Regions from separate parts of the Sus scrofa genome. Here all the other regions are linked to region 1. The links are chromatin contacts, called in public HiChIP or PLAC-seq maps. All regions are on one chromosome and are shown on one strand. The core of a region is the stretch at or near the end of the contact, and the rest is flanking DNA. Distances in the headings are between cores, read along the strand shown.

Region 1 (2,944 bases), core at 182-2,681:
CTACACAGTCACACCCTACATGCTCCCAAATGCCCCAAACTTTTGCCTCTGGCCTGGACAGTCTCTTTCTCCTTTCTCTTTGCCAGCCCCATTCCTTTTGTTCTCAGAGCCTTTCTGAAACACACCTTAGTCTTTTGCTGTGAGAACCACATGACCCTGCTTTTCCTCACACCGCTCTGTCAAGTTCCTTCAAAGTCTTTGCTAGCTCACCTTCCCCTACCCATTTTTCATTATATTTCATTTTTCGTTGTTTGTAGAGGCACTAGGCTTTTTTTCTTTTCTTTTTTTTTTTTTTTTTGGCCACCCTATGGTTTGTGGAGTTCCCGGCCAGGGATCAGTGATCCAAGCTGCAGTTGAGACCTATGCTGCAACTGCAGCGACTCGGAAGCCTCAACCCACCATGACGGGCTGGGGATCAAACCTGCATCCCAGCCTCCCAATGCGCCAGAGGGAACTCTGAATCATTAAGTTTTTATTTTAGCTATCATGGAAAGTACATAATAAAACACACATTTTTCAAAACAAGTATTGGTCAGTGCTTGATATCTGTATTTACCTCTAAAGGGTGAGTTAATGACCATGACTTTAGGTCAGGTCACATTCACAAGGGCCTCAAATTTTAATTTTTTTATTTTTTGCATTTTAGGGCTGTATGTGCTGCATATGGAAGTTCCCCAGCTGGGGAAAGAATCGAGCCACATCTGCCCGCCTACACCACAGCCACAGCAATGCAGGATCCGAGCCGGGTCTGCGACCTACACCACAGCATGACGCAACGCTGGATCCCTGACCCACTGAGCGAGTCCAGGATCGAAACCGCATCCTCATGGATACTACTAGGATTCGTTTCCGCTGCGCCACAATGGGAACTCTTCAAATTTAAAATTTTGAGGCAATCTCCAAATGGAGTTTAGCGGCCTGAAGGAAGAAAACATCTAACTTTGCAAATTTCATCTACTCCCCAGACCACATCACACTCGTGTGAATATTTGTATAAATCTTGTAATTACCCTTTAAAGAACACAATACGGAATTTGTATATACATATTAAAAACTAAAACATGTTAAATGTACATTTAAAATATAGCACCAGTTCCAACTGTGCTTTCGTCATTTTTCAACTCTCTCCTAAGGCTCAGAAAGTTTAAGTGGCCTCTTGGGTCTCTCTACCTCTGAGAGGAAAAAGTTTGCTTTTGCTTTATTTACACCGATAATAGCGAACTAACCAAAGGAAAAACCAATGGCCACAGGAGAAGCGAAAGTCGCTCCACTTACCTCCGAGGTGGCTTCTCAGGCAAGACAAGTTTCGACGCCTACTGTTACTATGACAACGCAATTCTTGCCGCTGCTCCCAGAAGAGAGACTCCCCTATGCATCCCAGAAGGCGCTGCGCTGCCTCTAGGCCTTCCGCCGCCTTCCATCCCAAAATGCAACGGGGCTGAAACGGCAAGCGTTCGTCATCAGGATGACTATAGAAATGCCTGAATATCCGCCTTCAATCAAACATTAAATATGTCTGTATTAGGCAATAAATGGGAAAGATCCAGAAGAGCGGTCTTAGTGATTTTTTTCATGGAGTTTAGTTGTAAATATAAAAGAGAAAAGTCCCTTTTTTCCCTAGACTTGCTCAGGCACTTCCTTGGGCAGCCCTCACAGGCAGGCGGCGTGGAGGGCCTCGGGGCCCTGTACCGCGCACATGCGGGAGGAAGTGGCGCTACCTGTCCGCTCGGCACTGGTAGACCTTTCAGCGTGGAGCCATGGGCGGCCTGGAGAAGAAGAAGGTGATGTGCGAGAAGCAGGGGTGGGGACACAGGGGTGACCCAGGAGGTAGGAGACGGGAGCGATATAGCCCGGGAACTGCGCCTTTCCCCGGCCTTGGCCCCTTGTGGGTGCAGAGGTGGCTGATCAACGCGGTAGAAGACAGCAGCCAGAAAGGGTCCGAGGATGGGCGAGGACAGCATTACTCGTTCGGTGAAATCCGGGAAAGAAGCCTGCAGTAGAGCTGTGAAAGAGAGCTGAGGTTACCAAGTAAAGATGCATCCCAGAGCAGGCCGAACCGGAGGACAACTGTTTACTGAAAAAGTGATGAACATAGCGCAGAGCTCATCACTATGTTGAGTTTATCATTTTAAAAACTTGTTACTCCCTTTTCTGTTGAATCAGGCCTTTTTCTGGACGTTGGGGATGAGGCATAACCAGATGTAGTCCCTACATTTCCCAAGCTCACTTTCTAGTAGGGAAGGTAGCCACTAAAGTAAATAACCAAAGAAAACGGTCACAAACAAGCCTGACAGAGGAAACTAAGTGCCAAGGCCCTTAGGTAGAAAAGGCTTGCCGTGTGTACCGAATGGGAGGGATATCAGGACAGTTGGGGTATAGTAAACCAAGGGAAGAATGGCATCTAATGTAGTTGGGGTTGGACAGAAACCGTGTTATTCACAGTGAAGAGATTGGATTTTATTTGCTGTGCAGTAAGAATCAACTAAAAGGGGAATGACATCGATTTTTCAAAGAATTGTTTTTGTTGCTGTATGGAAAATCACATTGGTGGCATGGAGAGGAGGGGATGAGGATGGGGATGATGTTTCTTCATCTTGAAAGTTTCCAATGCTGATTTGTTTTTAACCCAGCACTCATTATGTGCTAGCCATTGGAACTACAAAAATATGAGGGAGAAAATCTCATCTTGAGAAACAGTTGCAAATATGTAAACAAATCATGGCAGTTTTTAAAGTGGGGATTTCACAACCATTTTGACATTTTGAGCCACATAACTTAGTTGTGTTGTTGTGGGGAGGGTTGTCTAGTGTGTTGTAGGATGTTCAGCAGCATTCCTGACCGTTCATCCACTAGGTGCCAGTAGTACCCAACAACACCAAATACTGAATCCACCCCCAATACACCCAGAGAGTAAAGTCACCCCAGTTAACTTTGAGTATTCTCT
Region 2 (3,180 bases), core at 89-2,588, 300 kb before region 1:
CATTTGTATGAAATAGCAGAACCGGCTAACACCTAACAGACAAAATACACTTAAAAGTGTTTGCGTTTGCTTGCTTAGAGCTGTACCAATGGTAAGCACCACTCCACAAAATGAAAATGTTTGAAAGCCAACTGTTCAAACATTTCTATAGTGTTTGCTGGATAACTGCCTGATATTTGATAAAAGCAGCTGACAATTAACAAAGAAGCAAAAACTGGCATTTTGGCCATCTTAGTAACACACTTGCAAGCAAATAGAATACAAAGCAGACCAGAAAAAATTTAAGGTTGAAACACTTTCAATCTGATTTTGAGGTTCAGCAGAAAATTCTAACAAAACTTCTCAGAAAACGTTAACCTTCAATTAATAAAGACTCAACCCCCCAAACATTTTCAAGAATTCCATGCCTGGTTCAGTCTGTTCTAGTGAGCCAGCTTGCTAAAAATCCACCTGCACCATTAATTAGTTGGACTTGGCAGCACCATTTAAAAATAAGCCTGCTCACTACCAACCACACAGACTAGGAATATAAAATAGGGGAAAGTAACGGATGGCAACCATGGTCATAGAAAATGGTCAATGAAGAGTCAGAAAGGTAGTCAGGCACCAGAAAAAAAAAAGTTGTTGGGCCAAAGATTAAATAAGCTTCTTGATACTAGAGAACATATCCATGCCCAGTTTTAGCTGCTTTATGCTGGGTGCCACTGTACCTTTAAGCATCAGTCACCCTTTAGGCAACCCATGGTGAAAGAACTCAAAATAGAAGCCAAGAAGTGGAGTGTTGTTACCACGAATATCCACTATGCACAGAACAGCTCACATATCTCAGGGATTCAAACAGGGGCTTCGAATTGGTTGTGAAGGGTCCCAAATGACATCTGGCCTCAGTTTCCTCCTTGTGACAAAGGAAATGTGGTTCTTAATTCTTCTGGGTCACAGCCCCCAATGAAAACTTGCTGGCGATGGCTTCTCATTCTCTAAAATGCACATTCCCCCTAATTTCTGCATACAATTTCAAGGAGTTTGGGGATCTCCACCTCCAATCCAAGGTTTCCAGGTTCAAAATCCAAGGATTGGGCAATTTCTAAGTTTTCTTACAACTCCAAAAAAAAAAAACCAAAAAACAAAAAACCAAGCCATTACGAACAATAATCATCCCTTACATACAGCGACGCTTTACAGTTTACAAAGCGCTTTCAATCCCACAAACATTGATGGAGAAGGAGGAAACTGAGGCGCAGATAAATTACAGAGTGACTTGCCTAAGGTCACTCGGCCAGCTGGTGGTTAGGCCCGGAAGCAAACCCAGCTCTTCCGACTCCGGAGCTTGTCTCTCCACCCCGGAGCGGCCTCCAGCGCTCCCGCCCCTCACTAAGGCGGCATAAGGAGGAAAAGACAAAGTAGAAAGCCCACCACCAACCATCCCCCGGCTCCCTCCTGTCCCCCCAATTGGGTCCTTGCAGGCCCCGAAGGGTGGTGCCAGGCCTCCAGGCCGGCCCCGGCCACCCCAGCTTCCCCGGCCGTGCCAAATCCCGCCGCCGCCGCCGCCGCCGCCGCCGCCTCCCCAGGAGCGGGGCGGAGCAACTGCCCGCCGCCGCCGACCACCCGGACGACTCCTCGTCGGATAGCAAACGCATAGGCCGCCGCCCGAGTTCTGCGTACGAGAAGAAAGACGCGGCGCGAACGCCAACGGCCACCGGGCGCGCGCCGTGGCGGCCGGGCCTGCGCCCCAAGAGCTGGATGCCAGAGCAGGAGAAAGAGCCGCCAACCGATCGCTCGATCGACCGCGCGCCCGCTCCTTCGCCCTACCAGACCGGGGAGGGGGGGAGGGCGCGCCAGGGCTTCTTCGAGTTAGGGGCCTGACTCCCCGGCGACGAGACAAGATGGCTCCTCCGGTCCGCGCCGCAGCTGCCGTCCCGGCTGCGTCGCTCGGCCCGCCCCCGGTACTGTTTCTTTAAATGGCGGAGAGGGTCAAGAAAGCAGGAAGAGAGGCGCGCTCACTCACGTGACAGGGGAGGGCCCAGCTAACAAGATCCGGTCACGTGGAGACACGCTACCTACCAATCAGAAGGCGTCGCATCAGAGCGGGGGCGGGAGGATCTGCGGCTCTGTGATTGGCCGAATACGCCGCGGAGGCCTCGGGGGCTTGGGGCGTCGGGGAGTGCGCGAGGCGGCCCGGGCTGTGTGCACTAGCGGAGACAAAGCGCTGGCTGAGGTGGCAGAGACGCCAGCGATAGCAGCGGCGGAGGAGACCTAGACGCCGAATTTTGTGGTGTTGAGTCCGGTCACCATATCATCCAGCGCAGTGCGGGCTGTGGTCTCGCGGCGGCGGTGGCGGCAGCGGCGGAGGCGGAGGCAGCACATGGTTCCAAGAGCGCGCTGCGGTTGTTGGGTTCCAATTCCGTGGGGAGGGACAAAGGCAGCTGCAGCTGTGAGCGCAGGGCAACGCCCGCTCGGGTAGTGTACTCGTCACTGCCCTCAATCCGGGCCTTGAAAGCTGGGACTATCTTCTCTATGTGAGGAGGAGAACACGGGACCGAGCGCCTGAGAGGCTGAGGCCGCTGTCTGAGGGAAGTGGGGGAGGGGCGCAACTCGCCTGAGTTGATTTGGGCGGGTCAGGTCTGAGGCGACTTAATGGGTCTGTGTGAGGTAATTTGACCCACTACCCTGAGGAAAGTGGGACGGACCTCAGGCTAGGTTTGGTCCAGGCTTTGAAAAACAGAAATCGGTCTTCAGCGCTTTGGAAATCTTTCATTTGGGAGGTGGTGAAGCCGGAACTAACGCCATATGCACTCCATCAACAACATGGTCGCCAGTCTGGGGCTTCTTTAAGGATCCTGGGATCATTGATGGCGAAGACATGGGTGGTTGTCCAATTTTATGACATAAGTTGCTGAATTTACGGATTGGTGAATTTCTGGACTGGTAAATTTCCTCACAGGAAATTTAGAGGAACTGAAAAAAACGCTCGAAGAACGTGAAGATGGAGCAGTAATTGCCAACTCCAGTATCATCTACTCCAGACCAACAACATTTCAATTCAAATCTGAACTATCACAAATTAACGCTAACTCTTCCTTAAAACTGCAGGTTTATGACGTAGTTCTTTCCAAAATATTACATCATAGTCACTGAGAAGATTAAGAAAATTTAAAAGCAAAATCAATTGTTTTAGACATC
Region 3 (2,869 bases), core at 316-2,815, 420 kb before region 1:
AAGCCTTGGTCTCACATTCTCTGCATTTATGAGCAGAGGATTTTTTTGCTAGGATTCCATTTGAACTCCATAGAATAGTCCCTCCTCCCAAGTGTGATTCTAACATTCAGAACAAGTTCAGGATTCTGCTGATCCTGGCATCATACTGCTCTGTGAGTGGGTTGTACCCTCTTACCCTCATCATCCCACCTGTGAGGACAGGCAAGCAGCTATCCCCTTTTTGTCCCACAGGTGGAGTAGGGGGGGTGTGGGGCCCTGCAGGGACCCCCTCTCCCTTTCCTGTCTGTCCCCTGTTTCTGATGCCCGTCTTAGGAAGTCAGGATAAAGAATCCTTTGCCGGCGAGGGCAGAAGGTTTACACTCAGCCTGGGGCAGTCCAATCCCTGCCTCCAGAGATGCAGTTCTCTCTGTGTCTCATGTCCTTCTCGGTTCAGAGAATCTGAAACTGCCACCACCTCTGTCCCCAAACTCAGCTCTTGGAGGCTTGCATTTTGAGCATCCTCCATGGTTCCTAATGTCCCACTCCAACCCCCCGCCCAAACACCACACCGCCTCCAGGACTAACAACTTAGACATCCCAGATGTCACAATTTTAGTGTTCAGGGATAAGCCTCCTCATTTTGCACTGACTCAGAGAGGACAAGCAACTTGCCCAAGGTCACACAGTAAAGCTGGAGCACAGCTGGGTCCCCTGACACACAGTCCAGTGCTCTCCTTGGGGCTCTCGGAGATGACTAATTCCATCTTTCTCTGGGTATCCCATCACTAGCTGCCTCCCGTCCCCTGTTTGCCCCGTCGCTGATTGGTAGGCAGAAAAGAGTAATATCCCCTCAGCCAGGGGCACCGGGGTGCCTGCAGTGTGTGTGTGTTGGGGGTGGGACCAAGGATCAGGAATGGGGGGCTAGGCTTTAGGGGTCTTACCTTGGAGGGTGCCCCAGTTTGGGAAACCCCATGGGGCATGGGCAGGGGGCCCAGGCCAGCCCGGGTCCCCAGCCTCCCACTGCCACTGACGCCCTGGCCCTCCATGTCTGCAGCCCCGGCAGGCAGCCCGGGCTCCCTCGGGCTCTGGCTCTAGCTCCTCCGCTCCCGGGAACCAGTGATGTCATCAGCCGTTTCAACCTGCTGAGAATTTAAAGGCACAGGCACCTACTTCCCAACCTAGAGCTGGCCAGGGCAAGGTGGCCTGCCCCCTGGGGACTGGCTGCTGAGCCTGGAATTGTTGTGGGGGGTCGGGGGTGGTGGTAGGCCCATTGGCCTGGCACAGGTCCCAACTGGCAGCATATCAGAGGCTGTCTTTCTGCCCCCACCCTCCTGCCAGTAGGCCTGGCCAGCCCTTCCTCAAGGGAGGGGCACTGACACACCTGAGTGTAAGGTAGCTCAGAGGTCAGCCCCTTCTCAGGGCCTCAAAGACACCTGAGTCCCTGCCCTGGTCCTGTGACCTTCCCATTCCTTGACAGCTCAGGGTTTGCCTTGGCCCCCACCCTTGCCCCATTTTCAGGCCTTGGTGCCAGCCCCTGACCTGGCTCTATCTTTCCCATCCCAGAGCCAGACACTCAGGCTCCAGCAACTGGAGTCCTTTGCCATCTCAACCTCACCGCTGGCCCCTCCTCTTCTGCAGACACCTCCCACCTGCCCTGGATGTCCCCACAACCAGGCCAAGCCCAGCCCAGCTCCTCTCAGTTTTCTTGGTCCAAGACTCACTGGGTGTGGCTTGGGAGAGGGACTTGCTCAAGGTCACCTGGTGAGCTGGGGAGGTCTCCTGAGCCTCAGTGAGGAAAAGGAGCTGCCTCAGTGACCCAAGGTCCACAAGAACAAACTGGGTGTCAGGAGGAAGGGAACGGAAGAGAAAGGCACAACCAACAGGGAGTGGGGAGCAGACTGATAGGATGGTCAGAAACAGGACTTGGAACTTCTTTGGCCAGGACCCTGCACAGTGTTTGTTTAATGAATGAATGAATGGATCAATCAATCAACGAGAAGAGAGAATGAGTGACAAGGTTCAGATATGGCCAGAGATGGCTCTGGGCCCTCTGCTTCTGCCTTTCCCCCACTCTTACTCTTACCTGCTGATCAGTCCCTGGAATCCTGATTCCTCCAGAACGCTATGTTGCTTAGAGAGGAGTGATATCACTCAGTCTAGGCAGAAAACATTCAGTTTTATGCCCAGAGCTCCCTGCTTGTTAACAGTCCCCTGGAGTTCCCGTCGTGGCGCAGTGGTTAACGAATCCGACTAGGAACCATGAGGTGGCGGGTTTGGTCCCTGCCCTTGCTCAGTGGGTTAACGATCCGGTGCCCTTGCTCAGTGGGTTAACGATCCGGCGTTGCCGTGAGCTGTGGTGTAGGTTGCAGACGCGGCTCGGATCCTGTGTTGCTGTGGCTCTGGCGTAGGCCGGTGGCTACAGCTCCGATTCACCCCTAGCCTGGGAACCTCCATGTGCCGCGGGAGCGGCCCAAGAAATAGCAAAAAAAAAAAAAAAAAAAAGACCAAAAAACAGTCTCCTATGTATCTTCATGGTCACCTCCATGAAAGTCATGTGGACAGACACCTGATTTGCTTCCCTTGATGGGATTCTCACTTCTTCCTGACTGTCTCTGGGTTTAGTCTGTGTTTCTGTGCCAGCATCTCTGTAAGGCTGGAATTTGCAGGCATGGAGACCGAGGCCATATTAGGGCCTTGGGGTAGAAAGTTTTTTGGGCGATGATGATAGAGGGGATGACAGTGGTGATCATAGTGCTGGAGGTGATAATGTACATAATTATGATGACGGAAATGGAGGACTGACCATGATGTTGAAGTGGAGAGGTGATGGTGCTGGCAAAGTGGAGGTAATAGTGATAAGATGGGTAACGGGGATAGAAGAGGGAGTGGA

What was found. HiChIP or PLAC-seq counts read pairs in DNA pulled down with a chosen protein or histone mark.
Region 2: an H3K27ac HiChIP or PLAC-seq map of alveolar macrophages shows a contact between it and region 1. The contact joins the promoter of MORC2 here to the promoter of TCN2 in region 1. A contact is called at or near these places in 2 of 5 promoter capture datasets (fetal liver and liver) and 1 of 2 datasets of contacts at active chromatin or transcription factors (alveolar macrophages).
Region 3: an H3K27ac HiChIP or PLAC-seq map of alveolar macrophages shows a contact between it and region 1. The contact joins the promoter of INPP5J here to the promoter of TCN2 in region 1. A contact is called at or near these places in 2 of 5 promoter capture datasets (fetal liver and liver) and 1 of 2 datasets of contacts at active chromatin or transcription factors (alveolar macrophages).

The regions. Positions count from the first base shown.
Region 1 is chr14:47,494,732-47,497,675 of Sscrofa11.1, reverse strand. TCN2 (transcobalamin 2) reads right to left here and starts at 1,431. Exons shown (of 11, transcript NM_001244436.1): 1 at 1,276-1,431. It overlaps PES1 (pescadillo ribosomal biogenesis factor 1), which reads left to right and starts at 1,693. Exons shown (of 16, transcript NM_001244432.1): 1 at 1,693-1,781. The coding sequence starts at 1,758.
Region 2 is chr14:47,798,590-47,801,769 of Sscrofa11.1, reverse strand. It overlaps MORC2 (MORC family CW-type zinc finger protein 2), which reads left to right and starts at 1,338. Exons shown (of 26, transcript XM_005670853.3): 1 at 1,338-3,180. It also overlaps LOC100525309.
Region 3 is chr14:47,911,617-47,914,485 of Sscrofa11.1, reverse strand. INPP5J (phosphatidylinositol 4,5-bisphosphate 5-phosphatase A) reads right to left here and starts at 1,565. Exons shown (of 13, transcript XM_013983072.2): 1 at 921-1,565. The coding sequence starts at 1,025.